Linked DNA regions of Mus musculus: regions 1, 2 and 3 are each linked to region 4. The links are chromatin contacts, called in public HiCAR-type and promoter capture Hi-C maps. All regions are on one chromosome and are shown on one strand. The core of a region is the stretch at or near the end of the contact, and the rest is flanking DNA. Distances in the headings are between cores, read along the strand shown. Region 1 has its middle 32 kb from the start of Gm32164. Region 2 holds the start of Tmem126b (transmembrane protein 126B). Region 3 has its middle 12 kb from the start of Gm32164. Region 4 holds the start of Ccdc83 (coiled-coil domain containing 83).

Evidence for each region. Promoter capture Hi-C pulls out the DNA fragments that hold promoters and counts their contacts. HiCAR-type assays count read pairs that join an accessible place to other places.
Region 1: a HiCAR-type map of fibro-adipogenic progenitors shows a contact between it and region 4, with 4 times the contacts expected there. The contact joins the enhancer-like site here to the promoter of Ccdc83 in region 4. A contact is called at or near these places in 11 of 39 promoter capture datasets (the 3T3-L1 cell line, embryonic stem cells, frontonasal cranial neural crest and 6 more), 3 of 484 Hi-C or Micro-C datasets (the G1E-ER4 cell line, the N1E-115 cell line and cortical neurons), 1 of 115 datasets of contacts at active chromatin or transcription factors (fibro-adipogenic progenitors) and 3 of 9 other capture datasets (adipose tissue, liver and macrophages).
Region 2: a contact with region 4 is called in a promoter capture Hi-C map of neural stem cells. The contact joins the promoter of Tmem126b here to the promoter of Ccdc83 in region 4. A contact is called at or near these places in 10 of 39 promoter capture datasets (the 3T3-L1 cell line, the HPC-7 cell line, hematopoietic stem and progenitor cells and 5 more), 2 of 484 Hi-C or Micro-C datasets (both in embryonic stem cells), 2 of 115 datasets of contacts at active chromatin or transcription factors (large pre-B cells and pro-B cells) and 2 of 9 other capture datasets (adipose tissue and liver).
Region 3: a contact with region 4 is called in a promoter capture Hi-C map of the HPC-7 cell line, with 2.9 times the contacts expected there. The contact joins the enhancer-like site here to the promoter of Ccdc83 in region 4. A contact is called at or near these places in 8 of 39 promoter capture datasets (the 3T3-L1 cell line, the HPC-7 cell line, HPC-7-derived erythroid cells and 5 more), 1 of 115 datasets of contacts at active chromatin or transcription factors (craniofacial prominence) and 2 of 9 other capture datasets (adipose tissue and liver).

What each region holds. Positions count from the first base shown.
Region 1 is chr7:90,093,916-90,096,615 of GRCm38.p6, forward strand. No RefSeq gene overlaps it. Among named protein-coding and RNA genes, the nearest start is that of Gm32164, 32 kb to the left of the region's middle. Within about 2 kb of position 1,401, at least 16 of the 459 cell types and tissues checked have an H3K27ac peak or open chromatin away from gene starts, as enhancers often do. A contact at or near this core is called in fibro-adipogenic progenitors, where this site is marked.
Region 2 is chr7:90,474,646-90,477,345 of GRCm38.p6, forward strand. Tmem126b (transmembrane protein 126B) reads right to left here and starts at 1,350. Exons shown (of 5, transcript NM_026734.2): 1 at 1,250-1,350. The coding sequence starts at 1,330. It also overlaps a transcript of Dlg2 not described here.
Region 3 is chr7:90,073,538-90,076,237 of GRCm38.p6, forward strand. No RefSeq gene overlaps it. Among named protein-coding and RNA genes, the nearest start is that of Gm32164, 12 kb to the left of the region's middle. Within about 2 kb of position 1,299, at least 31 of the 459 cell types and tissues checked have an H3K27ac peak or open chromatin away from gene starts, as enhancers often do. A contact at or near this core is called in the HPC-7 cell line, where this site is marked.
Region 4 is chr7:90,263,982-90,266,681 of GRCm38.p6, forward strand. Ccdc83 (coiled-coil domain containing 83) reads right to left here and starts at 1,451. Exons shown (of 11, transcript NM_183293.1): 1 at 1,343-1,451.

The sequences.
Region 1 (2,700 bases), core at 151-2,650, 170 kb before region 4:
ACTTTGAGGCTAGCCTATGCTGCGTGCTTCCTGTCTCAGAGGGGGAGAGGTGAGGAAGTGAGGGAGACAGAGTTGTTCTTGCTTCAGATAAAAATTCCAATTCACTTGAAACAGTCATAATATTTGGGTTCAGATCATGAATAGTTCTAACATATCCAAATATTTAAAATGTTTCATGTGCATTGGCATTAAATTAGTACAGGATAAAGATACTGTTTAGTAGCAATCTACAAAAATATATTTCTTCAGCATCCTCACTTCATAGTCCACTTCGGAAGTCTGTGATGTCGCATCTTTCAGAGGCCTGGAAACTAGGCAGAAGGGTAAGAAATCTGACAATACTATCAACATTTTCAATCCTGAATAGTGTTAATATAATAATAAGAGTTAGTCCCTTATTCTAGGGATTTCCATTTGAAAGGCTTGCTGTTCTTCACTTTCCTTGCCTAATGCTTTATTAATTTTCATTTCCTAAGGCTGCATGCATGACTTGAATTCAAATAAAATCAAATGCTTTTCCACATATCTGAATTTACAATTTAACTCTTTTAGTAGACAGAAATATGTTTTTCCAGGAGTCTGACACAGAAGCCTTAGTTGGAGTTCCTATTGTTGTGATAAAAACACCAGGATCAAAAGCAGCTCGGGGAGGAAGGAGCTGTATTTCAGTCTGTAGCTCTCAGGTCAGAGCCCATCATTTAAGGAAATCAGGACAGGAACTCAAGGCAGGAAACTGGAGGCAGGAACTAGAGCAGAGGCCCGGGAGGAGTGCTGAATGCTAGCTTATTCACATGGTTTGCTCAGTCTGCATTCTTGTAGCATCTAGGACTACAGCTCAGCGATGGCACCGCCCACAGTGAGCCAGATCAGCCAAAAATGCACTTCAGACTTACCCACGAGACAATCTGGTTGGGGGCATTCTCTCAGTTGAGGTTCCCTCTTCTAAAATGACCATAGATTGGGGCAAGTTGACATTAAGCTAGCTAACACATACAGTAACCGTGTCCAGGCAACCACATGAGTGTTCTCATCCCCTCATCCCCTCTCCCCTTTTGTGGTTCTCTCTCTGTCTCTCTCTGTCTCTGTCTCTATCTGTCTCTGTCTCTCTCTGTCTCTGTCTCTCTCTGTCTCTGTCTCTCTCTCTCTCCAGAAGTTGGTGTCCAGTGTTTTTCCTAATTGGTCTTTACCCCCTACCTGCCAGAGGGCAGTCACCACTTATTTTGAAAGGGAGATGCATTATAGAAACCTTGGCAGGACTAGAGCTTTTCAAATGCAGATATTCAAATGTCAATGTCCCAGCTCTAATAAAAACACAATTATTATCTGATGAGACCTTGATCCCGGAGCTCACTTATTCAGCCATCCCAGCTAGCCGGCTAACTCCGGTGAACTTCCTCATGTCTCCAGCTTCTCTCTCAGTGCTAGGATCAAAGGCCCCCGACCGAGGCTGTGTCCAGCTCTGTAGCTTGTTCTGTGGTCACTGACAGGATCATGTTCAGGTCCTCATAAGTGTGGCAAGTACTTTACAGGTCCTTCTTCCCAGCCCTTGTATTTATTCCTTAGTGACAAAGAAACATGGATGCTTGAAATCTCAGAAACATCTAGAAAGGAAATCAACAATGCAAAATGGGCAATTGTTTTTTCTGGAGCAGGAGGTACGTGTGAGATGGAGTGTCCTTCTATATTAAGAATGTGTTAATATATCTTCAAGAAGAGTACAGAGCATTTCTTTCCAAAGCACTTTTTTTCTCTGATCTGGGATCATATTTATGGAATATACCATCCTTAGACCAAAGTGTTCTATAAAACAAAAATGTTATCTGAAGCCAGTTTTTTTTTCCCCAAAGAAAGCCCCAAAATGAAATAAATGGCTAGAGTGAAGATTTTGGGAATGTTTGAACAAGTTCTCATGTTCTGATGTCATTGTAGGAAAATCCCAGCACTGTGGCACAGGGCGGGTGCTTGTTTCTGGTTCCATTGCAAAACATGACAGTCTTGACTAGACTTAATCCAAGTGGACATAATTATGCAGCCCAGTTCCACATCATTAGAGAGAGTTGACGCCTCTGCCAGGATTCTGCCAACACTGTTTCTAGCCAGACATCCATTAGTAAATACTGCAGTCTTAAAATACGGCTTGGCTTCTGTGGCTGGGTTGTCTGCATAATGAAAACTAGGTCCAGACTTTTAGAAGGATCATCTTGGATACACAGAGAAATCCCTGCCGGTGAGGCAGTTGGGAATTTGGCATAAGCTTGGCTCACATCTGTAATCCCAACAATTGGTAGCTGAGGCAGGAGAAGTGGCTGTCAGACTGAGGCCAGCACAGGCTACATCATGAGTCTCACGTGAGCCTGGGCTTCAGAACGAGATCTTAATTTAAAATAAATAACTAAATAGAGATAAACTTGTTGTATATAGAGTGTAATTTTGGCAATGGTCTTTTGATTCTGTTTTTCAATGAAGTGCTTTTAGTTGAAAATTTGTCTTTTCTGTTCTTTGACAATGCTAAGTACAGAGGTAACTAGATCTCTAGTTTTTTGTCTTATTTAATGTTGCATTTTACTTTTTTTTTTTACAGAAAGAAACATAAATTAATATACTACCTCTCTTCAAACCAAATACTTGTTCTTTTTATATGGTGTTTCTAAAATATTGAAAGGTTTTGATTGAAAGTCACATTGTAAATAATTATAATGC
Region 2 (2,700 bases), core at 100-2,599, 210 kb after region 4:
ACTCCAGGAAATCAACACACACAAAGAATGGGTTCCTTGATCTTCTTAAGGTGGTATACAATTGATCAAAAGACCAGTATTTCTGCCTTAATACAACACAGCATTTAAGTCAGTTCTTTAAGATAGCTGAGAAGGGGGGTGGGCAGAGCAGGCATAAAATACTTTACAAATTATATTTTTTTGGGGGGGACTAGACTTACATCTTTTGCTCCCCCCTCCTTCTGCTATCCAAATGGAAAAATGGAAGAAGAAATAGTATTTTCTAAGGAGGATTCTCTAACCAATCCATCTAGTGTACGATGAAGGCAGATATTAATAGCATCATGGCTAATCAAAAAAACGTAGAGAAATTTTTGTTCTGTTCTCATCCAATTCCCTGAACAGCCCTCTTCACCACCCACAGAAAATTTCCAGGCCTTTAAGACAGCTTTGGGGAAAAGGGTACCCACAATTATGGCTGCAGGACAGTCAATATTGAAATAATCAAAAGCAACAGCAAATATTTTTGGCATCTGGCATTTGCAAGGGTTTCACTACACTCTCCTTAATTAAGGAGATATAGATTATTAACTTGCCCAGAGTTTTTTGTTTTGTTTTGTTTTAACTTATTTTTGTGCTGTTGGTATAGACGCCTGGGCTTCAGGCCTGACAAGTGCTCCATCATCAGATTCCAAGGAAGTCTTTCAGCAAGAACTGAAAATGAAGATTTTTGCCACAACCAACGTTTAATCTGAGAGTTAAGGAAGTTCAAAGTCACTCAACTGATTAGATCACCATCCTTATACACGTTAAGTGCATTTGTGTGGGCGTATGGCCTGCAAAGTGTGTGTGTGTTGTATCTTTAAGTGTATTATTTGACCTTCAGAATTTTATTCAACATGATTTGTCCAGCCGTGGTGGATATTAGGTTCTCGGGTAATCAAAAAAGTGAATGCATTCAAGAAGCCATCATAACCTTGCGTTAAGTCAGAACACATCAAATCAATAAAATGCAGGAGACTTAAACAGAATGAGAGAACTGGAGGTCGGGCCGGGTGGGGTAAGGCGATAAAGTATTTGTAATTGAAGAAAGGTCCTCGAGAAAGAGAAACAAGCTGCATTTAATCGGCGTAGACTTCAGGTCTACGCTGTTCGGAACTAGAGATTTGATTACACTCTACATAAAGTCGGGTTCGGTTCTATTTGCTCAAATCCTTCACGTGCATCATCTCCGAGGAGGCGACCCACACCACCCTAGATTTCCGCCTACCTGGGGTGCTTCCCTATTTCCCTCCTGCACAACACCAGCAACCTTCGACTCGGACCAACTTGGTCGCTGGGACGCCGCCATCTTAGCGCCTCACGTGACTGACAGGAGGGCGTGGCCGGAGCGCCTGGGGCGGGACTTGCAGCTGTCTGACAGCTCGTACCTTTAGTCCGGTACTCCCCCACCCAGTCAAAAGCCGCGCCCTCCAGCCGGGCGGAGGTTGGGCGTGGCGTCGCAGAAGTGCGATCTCTCATTGGCTCCGAGGAAGGCTCAGGGTCAGGGGCCCGCCCCTAGCCAGCCTTGCCTTGTCCTCTGCCAAATTGTCAGCCTGGCCAACCTGAAGGGAACCAGGGGCGGTTCGGGCGCAGGCCTGTTGCTGCGCGCCTTCTTCTCAGGGCGGCTGGGGTAACCGAGCCCTGGTAGTTCCTTCGGCCCGGTCGGTGTGTTAAGGCTGTGGTTTCTAAGGTTCCTCCTCAGAGCCTCCAGCCCGTCTCCCCGGCGCGGCCACAGCAGCACGGGCTAGCCTGCTCTCTACAGTCTTCAGTCCCCATAGTCCACCCTCAAGCCCCGCTTGGAAAGGGTTCAGTTAGAAATATCCCTTTTCCCTGCTCCCCCGAAGAGCCCTGGTCGGCCAGTGTTTTAGGGGTGGATGGTGCTGCGAGGAGGCCAGGCGCGCTTCCGTGCACGTGAAATGCCCAGCAGCGTCTGCCAGACCCGCAACCCCCGACCCTCCAGTCTCCATGTCTTAGGCAAGCCAAATTCGAGAGTTATATAATTTCTAGTGCTGCTGTTTCTCTTGCCCGAGGAAACACTTCATCGCTTGGAGGGTGCAGGACATTTCGGTGCTCTTCTGTATAAGATCGGGGTGTGGGCAGGGGTGGCCAGCGGTGGCAGAGAAATGTCTTTTCTGCAAAAGGAAGGTGGGTAGATTGGAGAGAGACTGAGAAAGGGTGGATGTGGAAGCCAAACAGCTGCACTCTCATTTAGGAAATCGCGGACTATTTGCATAGTGTGTGATTGCATGCCTAATACTACTACAGCGTCTCTGAAAACACCTTTTGGGGAAGGTTTGGTTTCTCCTTTCCAGCAGCCTCAGTGTTTTTCTTCGCCGGATAGGAAGCTGCTTGTTTGCGAAGAGATGGCATGATGTGAATGACTCCAGTGTGAAGAAGTCTGCTTCGCCAAATCATCCTGCATCAAGTGCCCATTGAATAGCACTGTCACTTTAATGTCTCCATGCCAAGGGATTGCCTTCCTTCTTTTCAATCCTCTCAGTTAATACACAGGAGGATCAGGATCTGAGGGGCATTAAGGATCAAGCCTTGGGGGCTTGGAGACCACAGAAGAAAAATAGGAAAGTGACAAGCTGGATAGTGTTTTACTGAGGGGCGAGAAACAGAACCAGTAAATAGAAGGGGGCCTTTGAATCTCTCTTTTGCCCCCAGAAAACTGTC
Region 3 (2,700 bases), core at 49-2,548, 190 kb before region 4:
ATTGGAAGCATATAGCTGTTAGCTATGGGAGTCTTTGCTTATTGGGTCACTTCAAGGACAGGAATGAAAGTATATTACTATACATTTGTTTTAGATTTTAATGACTTTCCTAATTTGTTTACTGGTATTTTAGAACATTTCTTTTTTTTATTGTACATATCCTGTAAGGTACTCACAAACTCTACATTGAATAGTTTGCTTGGAACCCTAATGACATAACAACCGTTTTTACACTGACACCTCTCTACGCGTACATGCACACACAAGCACATGCTGGAGTTAGGGCCTACATAGAACTAGGTAACTGGTGTACTGTTAAAGCCAGACTCCCGGGCCTATTTTTTGGGGGGTAGATTTTTGGACAGTAACTTTTATGTAATATAGTTGATTTATTTTATAAATGTTTTTATTCTACTCATTTTCCATGTCCAATTGCTGTCTGCAAGTTTCGAACTTTATTTCCCGTGTGATAATCAGCCACAGTCCAGACTGTCTTGTAAGGAGTTTAGTTAGAGAGCAGTGTAAAGACTGTCTTGATAAAAGGATCTTGAGGCCAGGGAGGTTAGATTAGAGACTAGTAAAATAACCCATACTGAGAGTCTTGTCTATATGTGGGACAAGAAGAGACACGTGTGTGAATAATCTTAGGTCGACTGAAGAATGGAGTGGCATAAGAAATGGAGGGGAAAGATCAGATTTTTCCCATGGGTGTGGAGATGGTAAATCCACTAAGAAAGACCACTTTCTCTATTGTTTTCTAAATACAGAAGGGTTTCAAACTGTTCAAGGAGCAGCAAGAAAAATACATTGTGAAAACTCAGAATATAAGACAAGCCTCTTTTAGTTCACAATACAATCTGTGTATGCCCAAAATTTTCACACCTGAACCTAAAATTGAACAGAACTGGAATCATTAAAAAAAGAAGGCCACACAGGGCTAGTAATCGTATTCACTGAGGCTCTATTGGAGATGGTAATCAAACATGTTTAAATGTTACCTTCCAAGCAGTGGCTGCAAGTTGCTAAGTTTGTGGGCAGAACAGTCTTTCCTCTCTACAAAAGCAGAGCTCTGAAAGTGCCAAGCAAGGCCACAAGTGCTCCAACTACATCCTTTCCAAGATGCTAATGCTTTCTGCTTTCACTCAAAATTCTCAAAGCCTCTTCAGTGGGCAAAGAACAGGACAGAATAGCTGGCCTGGTCTAAGATGGCATGGGCAGCCAACCATGCAAAAAGGAGTGGTTGAGGCCACCCGCCCAGAAACAGCACACTCTCACTAAACCACACTTCTTTCCTCCCTCCGCCCAAATACTCCAGCTGGCACAGGGAGGGGCAGTTTCTGAGCCATCAGCATACAGCCTTCCTTGGTTGCATCTGGCTGCCCTGTTACCACACTTTCCAAGTTAGAATTCTAGATGTGTAACAAACAGATTTCTAGAAAGGAATCCATAGTGTGTAGTTGTTGAGGTGAAAGTACATCACTTGAAAGACTGATTCAACAAGTACTTAGGCATCACCATTTAAATGTCAGGTACCATTTTAGGTACTGGCAGACAGAGTGGTGAAGAGCAGAGGGATGTGTTATATAATAGGAATAGGTGTCATAAATAGTATGTTAGCATTTTAACATTAGCTCTAGTAAGTTATATTTATAACTCAAGGGGAGCACGGTCAGGCAGATAATTACATTGCAGGTCTTTGACATCTACTTGAATTCCAGCCATAAGAAAAGGACCAACTGGAGCTAGCTTGGCATCACTGACACAGCCTTTATCCTAGTGGGAAGGCATGGCTCCCTTTTCTGAGCTGCCCTGAACTTCTTTTGATCCTTTGAAGACCATTCCATCTTCTACAGTGTTACGATTATTTACTTATGTCTTGTCAGACTTTGTAGATTCCTTCAAAGCAAGCTGCCTTTGCTCATTGTCCAGTCCATCTCCTGATGCTGCCCCCATCTCTCCTTTCAAATTCTTCCACACACTTATTTGCTAGTTCCTGTATTTTCTGGCTTGTGCTCCTACATGCAGGTCCCTTGGATAGGATACTTTGCTCTTTATTGTCTGGAAGAGCTATGGCTCTTCTTGGAAGAATCAACTCAGAAGGAATCTAAATTAGGCCCTCTAACTTCCCTGTGCAATGTGTAATCATATGCTCCTGTCCTTGCAGGAGTCTAAGCTTATCTATTAGCTCATTGACCCCACCCACACCCCAATCATCTTGTGGGTCAAAAAGCTCTAAGACCAAGTATTCATTTTCTCATCTATAGCCTTGGGATATTGCACCTTTGTCTGAAAAAGTATCTCAGAAAAAGTGCATAGAGAAATTGATATGCCTTCTTCTGAACCAGGCAAGAGATAGCTACATGAATCAGAAGTTCTTTGGTTTTACACATATATATATCAACCACTACAACAAGATCCTTCTTTTGTCCTTGATAGAGGTTTTTCTGGTACTTAGTCTTTGGCTCAAAGGCTTTGTGACTTGTTAGAAGCCAAGCAGTGGATAGAGGCCAAGATGAAGAGCATGCACACCCACACGGATGTTCCCTGACCCACACTAGGGTTACACCTTGATCAAACCATCCCAAGATGAATATAACCAGGAAGTACGTTTAATGCATCTAACTTATTGAACAAATGTTTTATAGACAAATGGGGTGCAAAACCCATAAAACAGAATATCCCAAAATGCCACACACAACA
Region 4 (2,700 bases), core at 201-2,700:
ACCCTCAGACAGACATCTGTGCAGGCCAAACACCAAAGGATATAAAATAAAAATAAATTATATATAGAAGAAATATTATTTTGCTTGTGTGTGTAAGCATGGTGTGCATGTGTTTGCATGTGTGTAGACATGTGTGGGAGCAGGTGCATGTGTACAGGTCGACAGTGGATGTTTTCTTTAACTGCCCTCTGCAGTGTATGTTGAGGCAAGGTCTCACACTTGGACCTATAGCTTGCTAACTCAGCGAGTCCAGCTAGTCAGTGGGTTCTGGGATCCATCTCTGCCTCCCAGACACTGCGATTCCACCATGCCCACCGTCCCAACGTTTCTATGGGCACTGGGGATCTAGAACCTGGTCTATATACTCACACAGCTCACATTTCCCCACTGAGTCATCTCCCCATCCCAGCAAAATTCTTTGGAATTCAAGTGTTCATTTATGCCAGGAACGCTTTTTGACCTAGAGAAGGTTTTCTGTCTCACTAGAATGCACTGTTAACAGAATCAGAAATGCACTCCAGCGTTAAAACAAAATGAAGTTGATTTACTTAAGTCCTTTTACAAGTGGTAATTCCATCTAAAATTACTTTAAAATCCTTCACACGTCTTTTCATATAGACTATATATATGTACATAGTCCCAAATAGTGTGAAAATGCAAAGCTTATTCATTTTAGAAAAGTACCATTAAAACCGTTTGTTGAGATCTATGTGTTTAGAAACATGTAGATGAATGACATTGTCACACATCTTTTGGAGGTATCAAGCTTTCCTCAGCTTGGGAACCACTGGGGACACTAGGAGAAGGAAGGAGAAGTGGAACCTCTGATTCCCCACTAAGTCAGTTCAGCACAGGTTTTGGTCCTGTCTGACCCCCAGTTTCTTTCTCCATCTTTTCCATCTCGTTTCAGAACTGTTAAGAGTATTCATAAAGCTTTGAGGAAATTGTGGAGTGGTAGACAGCAACACAAAGGTCTACTTATTCTGTGAGGTTGGGACTCCAAGACACCAAAGGGATGCTTGAGTCTTGGGATACTACCAATCATTATAGATGCCATCACAGCCTCCGCCCCCTTCCGTACTGTGTACCTATAAACCTGTAACAAAACTTAGTATAAATTAAAGATTAATAATACTGGAATAGAACAGTTATCAGATATGACAAACGTTACTTAAACAAAAATGCTTATTTCAGGCATTTTCCATTTAATACCCACCCCTTAAGCCCATCCATCACAAAGATCCTCAGGTACCTGAAACTGATAAAGGGGGACTACTGCATCAGAGGGCTGGGCATCTACTGAGTTAAGAGACTGCGCTAGGACACCCTGAAGGTTACAAACCTTTAAGTTTAGGGCGGCTAAAACCAGGCAGGTATCCCTGTCTCCAGAGTGGTGAAAGAGGGGCACGGCTTGGAGAACCCTTCTCAACAGTTCTTAACCGCTCAGGAACAACGCTCCGAGGGAAAAACCAGAGGGCGCGACCCCAGGCCCATCTCGTGTCAGGGCAAATCAAGAGGAGGGCGTGTCCGCTGTAGTGGGGGAGGGTTCCTATAAAGTTTTGGGGGCAGACTGAAGAAGTCAGAGGTCACACAAGGATGTTAGCTTTCTCCCAGTATCGTCTCCAGCGTTTTCAGGTGAGAATTCCGGGTTGTGGGCTGGTGGTTCTCAAGTACAAATAGCCCAAAGCACTCTCCCTCCCTCCCTTCCAACCCCATCCGGGTCACTTCCCGCTGTTTTCAAAGCGACTGGCATCTTCATCTACTATCCCATTCTGGTTTAGGCACCATGGCGATTCGCGCGCGCCACCTGGCGGGCATATGAGGAATAGTGCGGGTGAGGGAGTGCATGCAGAGGTTAGGGCAGTGGTCCAGTCCTTTCTTCTTTTCCCCCAAGGCCTCTCTCTCCTCTTTTCGAATTCTCTGTGCTTGGAAGGTGGTGTATGTAAATAGGACTCCAGCTTTGTGCGCATGCCTCGCTCGGGTCATTGCAAGCTTATATTTGCTGATATAAAATGACTCCTCTGTGATTTCAAAACAACTCCCCGGGTGTGGGAAGGGGCAGAACTCCTGTGACAGAGGTGCTCTGCTTTTCTGTCTGCGTTTGTCAGCTTGGTTTAACTCTTCAAGTGCTCACAGGGCAACTTGAGGCACTGAAGTCTTTGCATCTGTCTTCTCATTTTACTTTTAAGCGTTTAACAAAGCAATATAGTGCAGTTCAGCCTCATCCTGAAGGCAGTCTATTAAAGCCTCCCATTTCTCTCATTACACTCCAGTAATTTTCTTTTTTTGGCCTGGGAAGTCAGAAGCCAGGCTCTTTTAGGCCTCCGACTCACTTCCAAGTGATCTAGTTGGCTTAAAAAATAGATTAAAACATAGTAAGGAATTTTTAAAAACCTTTTTTGGTTCTTTGTGAATTTTACATTATGCACCCCAATCCCTCTCATTTCCCCATCCATTCATACTCATCCTTGGCCTTTGTAACCTCCCACCACACAAGATAACAACAACAAAAAAATTACAATTGAAAAAAAAATCAGGCCGGGCAGTGGTGGTGCATGTCTTTAATCCCAGCACTTAGGAGGCAGAGGCAGGTGGATTTCTGAGTTCCAGGACAGCCAGGGCTATACAGAGAAACCCCATCTCGAAAACCCAAACGAACCAACCAACCACACAAAACAACAACAACAAACAAACAAGCCA